2 separate regions of the Mus musculus genome follow, and region 2 is linked to region 1. A link is a contact called in public promoter capture Hi-C data. All regions are on one chromosome and are shown on one strand. The core of a region is the stretch at or near the end of the contact, and the rest is flanking DNA. Distances in the headings are between cores, read along the strand shown.

What was found. Promoter capture Hi-C pulls out the DNA fragments that hold promoters and counts their contacts.
Region 2: a contact with region 1 is called in a promoter capture Hi-C map of 3T3-L1-derived adipocytes, with 3 times the contacts expected there. The contact joins the enhancer-like site here to the promoter of Enpp3 in region 1. A contact is called at or near these places in 4 of 39 promoter capture datasets (3T3-L1-derived adipocytes, HPC-7-derived erythroid cells, cranial neural crest and 1 more), 1 of 15 datasets of contacts at CTCF or cohesin (the NIH/3T3 cell line), 5 of 115 datasets of contacts at active chromatin or transcription factors (embryonic basal ganglia, embryonic hindbrain, embryonic stem cells and 1 more) and 3 of 9 other capture datasets (adipose tissue, liver and macrophages).

What each region holds. Positions count from the first base shown.
Region 1 is chr10:24,831,519-24,838,905 of GRCm38.p6, reverse strand. Enpp3 (ectonucleotide pyrophosphatase/phosphodiesterase 3) reads left to right here and starts at 2,711. Exons shown (of 25, transcript NM_134005.2): 1 at 2,711-2,890; 2 at 7,100-7,175. The coding sequence starts at 2,813.
Region 2 is chr10:25,219,227-25,226,666 of GRCm38.p6, reverse strand. It overlaps Akap7 (A kinase (PRKA) anchor protein 7), which reads left to right. Exons shown (of 8, transcript NM_001379238.1): 7 at 5,909-6,056. Among named protein-coding and RNA genes, the nearest start is that of Gm25016, 43 kb to the left of the region's middle. Within about 2 kb of position 2,121, at least 8 of the 459 cell types and tissues checked have an H3K27ac peak or open chromatin away from gene starts, as enhancers often do.

The DNA of each region.
Region 1 (7,387 bases), core at 1,462-3,961:
AGTCTGTGGCACATTCTCATCTGCATTCATAGTAGCCCAGTGGGTAAGGAGACTTAATAAAACTTGGTCCAGTCCAACTCCTTCCTACTTGGAAAGCTACTTAATACTGTAGTAGTGGCTATTTCTGTTTGTCAATTTGACTATATCTGGAATGAACTACAATCTAGAATTAGAAGGCTCACCTGTGATCTTGAGGCTGGGAGATACAAGTTTCTGACCTGGATCTTGTCTGACCCGTCCAGCAGGTCAAGTTATTCGAGGGTCTCAAGGGGACCTTCTCCTAAGAACCAAATGGGGGGTAGAGAGAGGCGAGAACCTTGTGCAATGAACGACACATGGAAGCAGTCTGAGTAACATCAAGGTCTCACTGTATTAGCAAGGCTCAAGGTTTAAATGCACAAGCAAAAGGGGAAGTACTTCTCAGCAGGAAGAATGGGGCAGCGGAAATGCACCTCAGCAGGAGGGATGGGGCAGCAGAAAAAGAGGAAGTACTTCTCAGCAGGAGGGATGGGGCAGCAGAAAAAGAGGAAGTACTTCTCAGCAGGAGGGATGGGGCAGCAGAAAAAGAGGAAGTACTTCTCAGCAGGAGGGATGGGGCAGCAGAAAAAGAGGAAGTACTTCTCAGCAGGAGGGATGGGGCAGCAGAAAAAGAGGAAGTACTTCTCAGCAGGAGGGATGGGGCAGCGGAAATTTTTCTTTTGGCGACTACACGGGGAAGCAAGCAGGAACTTGGAGGTATCAGGGTACATCTTGAGGTCAGGACATCCGGCGCTGATTTAGGGCTGGAACAATCTGTGGTTGTTCTCAGAGCGATGTGTCGGTGGCCTGCTTTTGACCCCCTTTTCTTCTGGGGGGGGGAGGCCCAATTCAGAGATCAGGACAATAGTGTTGTCTTAATAGCTCCCAACACTTGGCATGGAGATCTTGAGGCATAGTGGCTATGAATCCCAGGAGAGTAAGGCAGGGAGAGCTCTGAGTTCAAGATCATCTGGAATAAAGCAAGTCCCAGATCCAGGCTTGGTGGTACACACCTTTAATCTGGTCCACACCCCACACCTTCTGCTGGATTCCAATTTGTGGACATTGGAAGAAGGAAGACTCTTTTCTTTGACTGCTTGCCTTGTGGGACTGAGTAGCTGTTAGAGCCTTGGACTTCCATTCATAGCTGCTGCTGACCATTGTTGGGGAGTTGGACTACAGACAAATTCCCTTCCTATATAGAGACTACCCATAAGTTCTGTGATTCTAGAGAACCCTAACAAAATACCATATAATGCAAAAAACAGTGAAAACATAGTATCTTAGTCTATCAATGTGAAGAGACACTATGACCAAGGCAACTTTTATCAGAGAAAACATGTAAGTGTGGACTTAGGTATATTTTTGAAGGTTAGTCTATTATCATCTTGCCTGGGAGCACAGTACTGGAGAAGACAGTACTGGACAGTACTGGAGAAGTAGCTTTGGAGAGTTTTGCATCCTGATCCATAGGTAGGAATATATCTATCCATCCCTCTATCTATCTATCTATCTATCTATCTATCTATCTATCTATCTATCTATCTATCTACCTACCTATCTATCTATTTATTTCTCCATCTATCTACTGAGACTGAGAGAGAGGGGGGTGGGGGAAGAGGGGGAGGAGACAGTGGACTTTTGAAACTTCAAATCCCACCCTCAAGGGACACACTTTTTCCAACAAGACTACACCTCTTAATCCATCTGATTCCTAGAAATAGCGCCACTCTCTGGTGACTAAGCACTCAAATATATAAGCTTATGGGAGCCCTTCCTATCAAACCACCACACATACTATTTTGTCGTTTGCTTTAAAATAATTCTTAAACTGTAGACATTCTAAAATGTAAGATACACTCCTCTCATAATTAAAAAAATCTTTATAGTAGTTTCAGAATTTCTATTATAATCAAACACATTTTATTTTGTTTTAATTACTTAATGTATATTGTGTGTGTGTGTGTATGTTGGGGGCGGGGTGTGTGTGTGTGTATGAGTGCAGGGGGCCTTGGAGGACAGAGGAGGAAATCGGGTCCCCGGAGCTGGAACTGCTGAGCAGCCTGACAGAGGTGCTGAGATCTGAACTTTCTCTGCAGAAGCAAGCAAGAGCTCATGACTGCTGAGCTGTCTCTCCAGTCCTCCAGTCCTTTAATAAATGTACTAGCTTGCAACTGCAGCATGACATCTATATGGATGTACAAACTCCCTGTACAGGGCTTCTTGTCAGCCTTTGGAAGATTGAGATAGGAGGGCTTGGAAAACCACTCTGACTAACATGGTATATGATACTGCCAAACACACAAACAGAAACAAAACCCAGAAAGCAACCGAGCTGGGGTGGAGCTCAGCTGGTATGAAGCCATGGATTCAGTTCCCAGCAATTTGTAAATTGGGGGACACATGATGTAATCCTGGTGCTTAGGAGATAAGAAGTGACACAAGTTCTTTCCACAGACAAAAACAAAACAAATGAGTAGCTTTTTATAAGTGTGATTAATATTCTATTCTTGCTATCTACATATCCCGATTAGTATGCATTATTACTTCTAAAGCTGTAAAGAACTGCTGTCCACAATGTCCGAGAGAGAAATGGACTTTATTCTGTGGGCAACGCTGTTTGTTAACAAGGCTTTTCCCTCTTCAATTGACCAATCGCTACAGAGCTCTGCTTTTCTCCCGGATTTAAAAGTCAGTCACAGCTGGGGCAGGCAGGACAGTTCCTTTTTCCCTCCCCAGAGGGAAGAAAGAGCCTTATTTTCTGGCTAGACAGGTTTACACAGCTACGGGAACAATGGATTCCAGGCTAGCATTAGCCACAGAGGAGCCCATTAAGAAAGACAGTCTCAAGAAATACAAGATCCTTTGTGTGGTAAGCAAAACTGTTCATTTTAGTCTTACAAGCTTGGTGGCAGATTGAAGTGCCTGCCTTCCCACTTAGGCTTGCTTGTGTCGCTATTAAGTCAGAATGTGAAGTAATTGTGTCCAGCATTAGGTTTGTTTGTGTTGCAATTTAGGTTAGAATGCTAAGTTATTGTGTCCAGCATTTCTGACAGAAATCTGAGACCGTGCTGGACTGATTTTGTTTTCCACGTGTTTATAATTAGAGCGCAAGCAATTTTTGACTGGTACGAATACTGTACGAGCAAGAATTTAGCAACTGAAATCACTTGACACATACGTCTTAAGGATCTGTTGATCTTTATCAACATTTCATTCTGTTTATTTACCATGTGGAGATTACTTCTTTTGCTTCCTTCCTCACTTTGCTCTGTTCCCCCCCCCCATATGAATTAAGTGCTCCTTTAGAGACTAATCCACCCCCCTCCCCTGTTTCCTATCTGAATGTCCCTAACAATACATGAATGTTGTTGAGGGTTTTATCTTTTTCTTTCTTTTTTAAAACGTTCTCTCCCCCTGCTTCCTGGATAATCTTGAAACGCTCGTTTCCAAGACATACTTGCTTTTTGACGGACTTATCTTTATCTTCATTGAATGTTACTCAAGACCTCACTCTACATCCTTCTTACCCAGTGATCTTTTCTTTAGGCAATCTGTGTGTTCCCCTGAGATGTTAAATGATACCTTCCCCCAACCCAAGCCACCATCATCTCCGACTTCTTTTTGGATGTCTCCTGCCTGACTACTCACCCAGCACCTCCAGCCAAAACCAAATGCAGTATTTTTTTTCACATCTGGCTGGCTGCAGCTGCTCTCAGATTCCTCGGGCTAACATATGTCAGCTCTCCTTTCTGTTTCCCAAGAAAGGTCAAGCAGTTTGTAGCTATGACCCGTGAGGACAACAAATCCTCAGTAGCTCCTCAGAGTTTATCTTTCCAGGACTTACACAGCCCTCCTTGCGGCTTTCTTGCCCTTACCTTTGTCTTAGTTTGTCACTCAAGGAATCAAACCCCTTGGGAGCTAAATCTGGGTCCTAAATGTATTTTTAGATTGTTCTTTTCTTTTTCTTCCTGAGGCACCTGTGGGCAGGCACACAGGCTCAGGTTTCTTTCCCCAGGACACTTCCTACTCTTTCTCTAGAGACACTGGGTTTCAATGGGGCCTGGGGCTTGTGGATTAGCATAATTATGCTGGCCCTGGAGCCTTGAGGATGCTCCTGGGCCTTCTGCAGCTGTGCAAATGGACAGGCCCCACCCTGATGATCTGGGTCCTTGTGTTTATAATGTAAACACTGAACTGAAGGAGGGTAGCTCTCTGGCCCAAGGATATAGACATTTACTCTTTCTAGCACATTTTCTTCTTCCTTATTTTGGGGTAGGGATTGGGGGTGGTTCCGAGACAGGGTTTCTCTGTGTAGCCCTGGCTGTCCTGGAATTCTATAGACCAGGTTGACCTCGAACTCAGAAATCCACCTGCTTCTGCCTCCTAAGCGTGTGCTACCACTATCTGGCTTCTTCTCCCTTATAAGGAAGTTCACTTTTTTGTTTGTTTGTTTGTTTGTTTGCTTGTTTTTTGTTTTTTGAGACAGGGTTTCTCTGTCCTGGAACTCACTTTGTAGACCAGGCTGGCCTCAAACTCAGAAATCCGCCTGCCTCTGCCTCCCGAGTGCTGGGATTAAAGGTATGGGCCACCACGCCCGGCGGAAGTTCACTGTTTTAAAATCGTATCTGGAAAAGGACTCTAATTGTTCCATTTCTTTCTTTCTTTTAAGTTTCAGTGAAAACTTTAAAGGTTTCAGTGGGTATCATGGTACAAACCTGTAATTATAATACTTAGGAGGTAGAGGCAGTAGGGTCAGCTACATACTGAGTTTAAGGCTGGCTGGGCTGATCTCAAAAAGCAAACAACAGAACAAAACTGAAAAATAACACACTTACAGATCTCTACACATCCCTCCTATACTTTATTTAGACAAGCTGAAACCAAATGTTGGGCTCTACATGTTTCAGAATGATGTTCTGAATCTAGAACATTTTTCCTAGTTTGTATTCAGCATAAGGTAAGAAGCTTTAAATAAAGTACACATTAAATGAAAGGAAAGGAGGCCTGGAGAGATGGCTCAGGGGTTAAGAGCACTCACTGGCTGCTGAGTTCAATTCCCAGCAACCACGTGGTGGCTCACAACCATCTGTAAATGGGATCCGATGCCCTCTTCTGGTGTGTCTGAAGACAGCTACAGTGGACTCATTTAAATAAAATAAGTAATTCTTTAAAAAAAAAAAAAGGAAGGAAGGAAGGAAGGCAAGCATAAACACAGGGAATAAATACAAAACCATGAAAAATATAAATTTTAACATTACAAAATTTTAAAACATAAGGACAGACAGATACTGTCCTTAGAAAATTTAAACAGAAAAAAAAAACCCACAAAAGAAAAGGTGTAGGTCAGAATATATTAATCTGTAAATCTATAACGCACCAAATTTACTGTAAGGAGTTGACCAACGCTGGCTTTAGTGCTTTCTGATAAGTCTGGTAGGGATATCTGTGGTTCCTGGACTCTGCACCTAGGCTTAACAGCTAATGTTCTTTCTTTCCCAGTGTAGCCTTGACTGCTGTGGAACACACTTTGTAGACCAGGCTGGCCTTGAAATCAGAGATTGGCCTGCCTCTGCCTCCTCAATGCTGGGATCAAAGATGTGGGCCACCTACTATTCTTAAGTAGTTTACACTCACTGCCTTTGACTGAGCAAGTACACATTCGAAGATCTCTCCCTGTTGTTACTTAGATGCAGTTTGAGACTTCATGGGAAAAGAACTGCTTTAATAATGCATTAATGTGTTTTCTTGGACACTGTGTTAACTTTTATGGTAAATGTTAATGCATCTTTTTTTCAGCTGATTTTCAAAATGCAAACCTCTCAAAGTCAATAGTTTGTGCAATTGCTTATTACACAAGCAATTTCATTACAGTATTTATTTGTTCTTTTGCAAGGTTTGTTCTTTGCTTTTAAATTATAACCAAACTTATTTTATTTTCAAAAGTAATTTGAACTCATTACCATTGTTAGCATTATTTTAAATTTTTTAAATTACAGTTATTGGGGAGGGGGCACATATACAGAAGCTTGAAAACAGAACGCTTCGGGTGTGTGTGGGGGGGGTGTGCTTTCTATTTCTATTCTGTGGGACCCAGGGATCAAACTCAGGTCACTGGGCCTGGCAGCAAGCATCCTCACTCACTGAGCCATCTCACTGGACCCTGTATGGCACGTACAGCCCCACTCGCCCATTCTTATCACTTGAACTCACGACTTAGGTAAAAGAGAATCAAGCCACATCACCGTTTAATCTGATTGAAGCTCCAAGTCTCCTATGCTACATAACTTTGTGAGCAGGAGTGATTCCTGTGAACTCAACACTCTCTGGTCAAGAAGCTCCCAGATCATGTGACGTCAAAAGTGTTCATGAACTAAAGAACGAAGGAAAAACCCTTTCGGTTAACGACTTGCACACTGTGCGTTGACATGTGTTAATTATTTTCCTTGTCCTCTGGCTAACTAGCAATGAGGTACTTAAGGCTTTCACAGGTCTACAGGATGCCGGAGTCTATTCATACAAATAGGGACTTTCAAGGGAAAGTCTAGAAAGGAAGAAAAAAAGAAGGGAAAGGTATATATATATATATATATATATATATATATATATATATATGTAAGTCTGGAGTTAAACTCAATGTATTTGAAATATGGGAGTGTTTGAATCTGGACATCTATAGTACAAGATCTACAGAACATTTTCTCATGGGACTAGGAAGTATCTCAGTTATTAGAATAGCATGTGTGAAGTCCTGGATTTGATCTCAAGGCCTGGAGGAGGTAGGGTGGATGAGGGAGTTTAAGATCATCCTCGGTGACACAGTAAGTCTGAGGTTAGCCTAGGCTACATGGGAACTGGTTTCAAAAGCAGGTTTGAAGAAAAACAAATAATTATTTTCCAAATCTCCTTTTTATCGGACATTAAATGAAACCACGTGCTTTTGTTGCTGCTGCGTCTGATACCTCTGGTAATTAGCATGCTGCCTGGACTGTGAATTGGTTGCAGTCTAGAGGAAAGGTACGTATCGGTCATTTTGTTTGGTTTTAAAAACCACAGCGATGACTTCTCCTTTCTGTAATAGGTTCTTCTTGCTTTGTTGGTGATTGTATCGCTTGGATTGGGGCTGGGACTGGGACTCAGGAAACCTGAAGAACAAGGTACATCCCCAGGCATTTTTTGCAAAATACATGCCCCCCCAACCCCTCAAACAGTCTCTTCTTTCTTCTGACTTTAACTCCTTGGAACCTGTCTGTTCTCCCGCCCCCAAGCCCTCCCCTACCTCCCTCACAACTAATGTTACTCATTGTTGCTCGTGGACTTTCCTCTTTTACCCTGACACACAGAAAGGAAAACAAAGTCCAGAGGAGTG
Region 2 (7,440 bases), core at 872-3,371, 390 kb before region 1:
TCACCCCCAGTCACGCACGTGCACTTGAAGCCATAACCTTGAGCGGGGATACGTCTGAGGCTCTCTTGGCAATCCTATAGATCCCTTTCAAAAATAGGACCTTTCTTAGCCTTGCCTCAAGCAATATCTGACTTTAATATAGGCACCAATTTTCTCAGAATGAGGGCTTTTTGTTTCTTATTTAATTAGTTTTTGAGACAGGGTCTTCCTATATAGCACACACCAGTCCCTTTATTATTACAAAAACCCACCAGTTGCCAGAGCTGGATGGTGATATGAATTCAGGTTTATGAGAAAAGAGATGGGCTACCCATACCCAGCACATTCTCCAGAGAGCAATGATGATGCCGGCCTCCCAGTAAATTTAAGATTAAGCAATTCTCACCTATTTCTAGATTCTTTATTAAATTTTTTTTTTATTTTGACCAGGAGACAGAGCTTCAGACCCTCCCAAGGTCTCATGCCTTTCTAAGTGCACTTTCTGTATGGTATGAGTTATGGAATTTTTGTTTTACTTGCTAATCGAAGTCAACACCTAGGGTGAACATTAGAAGTCAGCTGTGCAGAATTTTGGTAAAACAGTTGGCGTTTGTCGTTTATTACAGTTCATGAGTGGAGGAGGTGGGTTTGCAGGCGTTCTTGTATCTCTCATTTCTTTGGGGCTGCTGAGGTGAGTTGGTGGGTGAAGGTGCTTTCTGGAAAGCCGGAAAACTTTAAGTTCAATCTCCAGGTTCCACACGGGGAGGAGGGGACCCGTTCCCTCTGAGTTGTCCTCTGACCTCCAAATATGCACTGAGCCATGCCCCATCCAAGTAACTTACCAAATAACTAACTAAGTTAAATGAGAATAAAACGACACGGGCACACATGCACACACACACATGAGTAAATGCATACACGTGCATGCACAAGTACAACCATGCATGAATGCATGCACACACAGAGAAAGAAAAGCATTTAGAAGACAAGTAAAATCATTGTCATTTTCTCAGAACTTTTAAAAAAATATTAGACACCCGGTTTTATTTAAAAGCTAGCAAACAAAACCTCTATTGGCTCTAAAACCACACATCAACCCCCCACAGTGATGGAGAGTGACTTCAGTGCTCTGCCTGAATCTAGCCTCTACAAAGGTCAACTGGAAGAAGTAAAGGAGAGTCTGGCACTAAAGAACATCATAAACCCAATAGACACAAAACACATCCTGTTGGGTCTAGCGGTCTTTCCGGTCTGTTCTCCATTCCCTCTGGCTCTACCCCTCTTTCTGCAGGGTTACCTGAGCCCCGAGGGGAAGGATTTGACAGAGGCATCCTGTTTAGTACTGAGGGTGCCAAGGTCTCTCACTCCACACATTTTTCCAGCTGTGAGTATTTGTTCCCATCTACTGCAGGAGGAAGATTCTCATGATGGCTGAGCACTGAGCAAGGCACTGACCTATGAGTCTAGCAGAATATTGCTAGGAGTTATTTTTACTGCTGCGTGTGCCCTTAGCACAGTGGTTCTTAACCTTCCCAACACTGCAACTCTTGGATAGTTCCTCATGTTGTGGTGACCCCGACCATAAAGTTATTGCTACTTCATAGCTGTAATTTTGCTGCTGTCGTGAATTGTAGTGCAAGCGCCTGCATGCAGGATATCTGCTATCCCACAGAGGTGGAGGTGCACATGTTGAGGACTGCTTCTTTGGCAGAACAGTAGCACTTGATTTTCCACTAGGTCCCTGGCCTATCTGATCTCCAGGTAATGTTGGAGATAGGCTCCGCCTCACAGGGTGTGGCTTAAATCTCATTATATACTGGCTGGTCACTCCCACAGGCCTAGTGCCCCCACGGCACTAGCACATCTTGCAGGCAGGACACCACTGGAGATTAAAGAGTTTGTAGCTGGGTTGGTGTTTAACTTTCTCCTTTGGTAATGTGCAGAGCACCTTCCTGAACCGTGAACATGAACTAGTCAGTAGGCGTGAGGGCTTCTGTTAGGCACCAGCTCTACTTCTCCATGTTTAGTGAGTTGTACATGTTGTCTGCAGCGACAGAGCCTTGCTCTCACTGAGAACAACCAATAGCCCTGGCAGTACCCTGGGTCTTTTGGGAGTTCCCAATGGGATCCATATGGCCAGCAACTCAATTAGCTATGACTCATTTCCTGTAGTAGAAAGTTCATTTGGAGGTGAGAACTATCCAGTTGGGGCCCATCTCCTTTGTTATTAAGCCGTTTCCTTTAGGTAGCCTTCATACATGTATATATTTTAGAAAGCTTCTACTGCATTAGGTTGCATACAATTTTTCGAATGGCCTTGAGTTTTATCCGTATCTCTTTTAACCTGTCTCCCTCACCCTTACCGTTTGATCCTCCCATTCATTCCAGTTACCCCTACCCTCCTCCATCCATAACTGTCCATCTCCCCATCTTAGGGAGATCTGTTCTCTCCCCACCCCAGGTCCCTCACTCTATCTGTAGCCTCTGTGGTTATATGGATTGCAGCTTGCTTATTAAAGACTTACCAACTAAAATCTACACAATCTATATAAGCTAATATATATCATAATTGCCTTCCATAGACTGGCCTCTGACCAGATGTTACTTTATATGGTCTGGGTGACCTCACTCAGGATGATCTTTTCTAGTTCCATCCACTTACCTGCAAATTTCATGATGCCATTAAAAAAATAGTTGAGTAAGAGTTTTTGGTGTAAATGTGCCATGTTTTCTTTATCTATTCATCCATTGATGGACATCTAGGCTGTTTCCAATTCGGGCTGCTATGAAAACTGTGGCAGTGAACATGGTTGATCAGGTGGCTCTGTAGTGTCCTTTGAGTATTTGCCTAAGGGACACATTTATACCCAGCTTCCTGAGGAGCTCCAACATTGATTTACATAGTGGCTGCACAAGCATGCACTCCCACCAACAATGGATGAGTGGTCCCCATTCTCCACTTCCTCGCCAGCAGGAGCTGTCAGAGCTCTCTCTTGGCTGTTCTGACTGGTATAGGGTGAAATCTCAAAGGGGTTTTGAATTGTAGTTCCCTGATGCCTTAAGGGTGTTGAACATTTCTCGAAGTGTTTCTTGGCTATCTGTCATTTCTCTTTTGAAAATTCTCTGTTTAGATATATACCACATTTTTAATTGGGCTGTTTTCTTACATCTAATTTTTTGGGTTCTTCATATAAACTCATATTGTCCCTCTATCAGGTGTGTAGTTATTTAAAACAATTTCCCATTCTGTAGCCTGTGTGCTGCTTTGTCGGATGGCATCCATTGCCACACAACAACTTTTTAGTCTTATGAGGTTCCACTTATTGTCATTGTTCCTGTGCTATTGGTGTTCTGATTAGAAAGAAAGCTGTGTGCTGGTGTGTTGCCGACTACTCCTCACGTCCTCTCCTGTCAGCTTCAATGTATCTGGTTTTATGTTGAACTCTTTGATCCATTTGGAGTTGAATTTTGTGCAGGGTGATAACAATTTATCTATTTGCATTCCTCTACATGCAAACAACCAATTTGACCAATCTGTCTTTTTTTCTTTTCACTATGTATTTTTGGCTTCTTTATCAAAAACCAGGTGCCCATAGGTGTGAACTTATTTCTGGGTCTTAAATTGAATTCCATTGATCACATGTCTGTTTCTATGCCAATACCATGATGATTTTATTACCATAGTTCTGGAGTACAACTTGAAATTGGGAATAGTGATACCCCCAGCAGTTCTTTATTTGCTTGGGATTATTTTAGTATCTTGGGGGTAGGGGATTGTATTTCCATATGAAGCCGAGAATTGGCCTTCCAAATTCTGTAAAGAACTGTGTTGGGCTTTTGATGGGGATTGCATTGAATCTGTAGGTTCCTTTTTGTACAATGGCCCTTTCTTTCTTTCTTTCTTTCTTTCTTTCTTTCTTTCTTTCTTTCTTTCTTTCTTTCTTTCTTTCTTTCTTCTTTTTTTTTTTTTTTTTTTTTTTTTTGAGACAGGGTTTCTCTGTGTAGCCCTGGCTGTCCTGGAACTCACTTTGTAGACCAGGCTGGCCTTAAACTCAAAAATTCACCTGCCTCTGCCTCCCAAGTGCTGGGATTAAAGGCGTGCGCCATCACACCCGGCCTCTCACAATGGCCATTTTTTACTATAGTAATCTTACCAGCACACGAAGGTGTCTCCATCTACTGACATCCTCTTAAATGTCTTTCTCTGCTGTTTTCAGTTATATATATATATATATATATATATATATATATATATATATATATATATATATGTGTGTGTGTGTATTTTTTATTATTATTATTATTATTTTATATTAATCAAGTCTTTCACCTTCCTGGCTAGAATTACCCAAAAATATTTTATTATTTTTGAGACTATTGTGAGAGTTGTTTCCCTGAATTCTTTCTCAGTTTGTTAGTCATTCGTATATAGGAAGGCTATTGATTTTTGTGTATTGATTTTGTATCCTGCTGTTTTTCTGAACGTGTTTATCAGCCCTATAGAGCTTTCTGGTAGAATTTTTAGGGTCATTTATGTATAATAAATACTATCATACCATCGTCAACTAAAGATAGCTGGACTTCTTCCCTTCCCATGTGTATATACTCTCTTGATCTTCTTCAGTTGTCTTATTGCTTTAGCTAAGACTTGAAGTACTGTATTGAATAGGTATGGAGAGAACAGACAGCATTCTCTTATTCCCTCTTTTCCTTTACATGGATGTTGGCTGTGGGCTTGTTGTAAATCACCCCTGTTATACTGACATGTATTCCTTGTATCCCAAATCGACCTGGGACTTTTATTATGAAGGGGAGTCAGGGATATCCCATAGTGTTCAGCCTTTGCAGGTATAATAGAGTTCTCAAACTGAGTTGAGAAGGGCTATAAGTGGGGGGAGGGGAGGCAGGGAGCAGTTAAACACGCAACACAAGGATTTCTTACTATACTATTAACTATCAAGGGCAACAGCCTACTAGATAAATAACATGATACTTCATACAGTGGAGCATGTAGAAACGAAAGCATCTTGCAATCTGTATATTAATATTGATGTGGCAAATTTACTGAAATAATGGAAGTGGCTTTTAAGAAGCACTGAGGCTAAAACCATATTCATGTGAAAATTAAAAACTGACTTTCATTTGCATAGGGAAACTGAAATAGAACAAGACCACATGGTCTCCTGTCCTCATAGGGAATTTCTAGAAATCTTTATTATTAATAGGGGAAATTGTATTAGTAGAAAGTCAAAATTAGTAGAAAAAGTAAAACTCAGTGTCTGTGTCTTGGGTCTCTTGAGGTTGCAGTGTCAGGACACTGTCGTATTGAGGAGAGGGGATGATGTTTCCTGCCGGGAGGTTACAGTAGCACCAAGAGGACCTTGCTACAGTCGTCAGCACCTGCTGCCCTTGCTGTACAGGAAACCAGGAGAGGCAGATGGAGAAAGATGCAGAAGACCCACTGGTCTCCCTGCCCTGTGTACTATGAGAAGGTTCCCCTCCCTCTGAAATACAGATCCGCAGTGCTTCAAAACCACCGGTCCATCCGGTCCATGGTGCAAATGGTTACTCTGCCCCTGATGGTTGCTCTGCCCTTGATCTGTCTCATCTCATGGTTTCTCAGCTCTGATGCTTAAAGATGTACTGAGTTTCAAGTGCACCACATCAGATTAGCACTCTTAATTGATGGCTTTAAATACAGCCCTCCCCAAGCCTAGAGACTTAAAACCAAAACCAAAACCAAAACCAAAACCAAAACCAAAACCAAAACCAAACAAAAAACCCAACAGTTTTGTGGCATCTATTTTCAAGTGCTGGGAGGCAGTTCTGAATCCAAAATGTACTATCAGGTTCTGAAAGATTGATAGACGTATGATCTGGCTGCCCAGTGAAATGAGTGCCTGACATGGATTTGTTTTGTCCTTTCAAGGGAGTGAGAAAAATCGAGCCTGGATTGTATGAACAATTTATCGACCACAGATTTGGAGAAGAACTATTGTACCAGATAGATCTCTGCTCCATGCTGAAGAAAAAACAGAGCAATGGTTATTACCACTGTGAGTCTTCCATCGTGATCGGTGAGTTCTGTTGAGAACATCGTTCAGTACAGTTATTCATTATTTCTTGACATCACTTCTAAAATAAATATTTCAGGTTACTTGTGTACTTTTCAATTCACTGCAGGTTTTGTTTGTTTGCTTTGTGGTTGTTGCTGTTTTGTAACACCGCAGCGGAAAAAGTGGAGAGAACTTTTCTCTCCGCCTCTTAGGTCTTGAAATGTCCATGGAAATTTGTTCCAGTTTAATTTTATTTCATGGGCATAAAGAAAACACATTCTTCAGGGCGCATCACGTGGCCACACTGCTCCCCAGCTGGCCTTAGCATGGTAGCTGCTATTAATAATGGCTAGTGACCGGCTCCGGAAATTTCACTACGGGAAGAAGAAGTATAGGTGGCCTGTGACAGTCAAGACTTTGTTGCTTCTCTAAAGAAAACATACTTGAGGGGAAGCCAAGACCCACACAGAGATGGCTCGGTGCTCATGCGTGAAGGCTCCTGCAGGGTTCGATGAGACCAACCCGTTAGTTCCCAGGAGGAAAGTGTGTACACAGGAAGAAACTTCCCTTAAGCAGGCAGCTGCCATCACCTGCCTTCTGGAAGGTGGGTACGTTTCGCAGGAGCCTGCCCTGTGGGACTCAGCTGTACTGTTTCTAGCGAGACACCACTGCCAAGAAGTGAACTTGAAGACAACCTGATTTACATGCCTTTAAAGTAACATGAAGATATATATATATATACACATTTGTAAATATTTCAAGTTCTTCGGCCAAAGTGATTTCTCACCATCTCAATTAAAAGGATCTATTTGTATCCTAAAAGAACCATCATATAACTGAAGTTTATCGAAGGTTTTTAAAAAAATGTTCAAGAGGCAATTTTATTTTCGAGTCCTCGTTACAGAGTGTGACAGACATCATCACCCCAAAGGTCCGTTTTAAACTGAAGATTTAAAGTGGAGTTTGAGTTTTGAGTTTCACATCTGAAACCCTCCTCCTATTTCAAGGAGGATGTTCATGCTTTCAGAACCCGAGCAGGGGCCCTCTTCTGTCAGGTTCAGCTGACTTTCACACAGAGGGGCGATGCAGATCCTCTGTGCAGTGTGGATTTTGGCGAGTTTTCCAGGTTCCACTGTAACTAGGTTAGAGCAACCTCAAAAGGGGGTGTGGAGCTTCATTCGCTTCCAGCTGATTAAGACAATGAAAAGGTCGGATTTTATGGAAGATCCTGAAATTTGCATTATAAAACCTATTGTGTACATCCGACCAGTGGCCAGCAGGGGGCTCTGTTCCACCAGCTCCAGCAGGTTTTCTGCATTCCTGTTCTTTTGCAGGCTGGTCATCACATTTCCTCCACTGTAGAGAGTGTTTATCCATCCTCCATCTTCTACTGCAGAGTGACCGT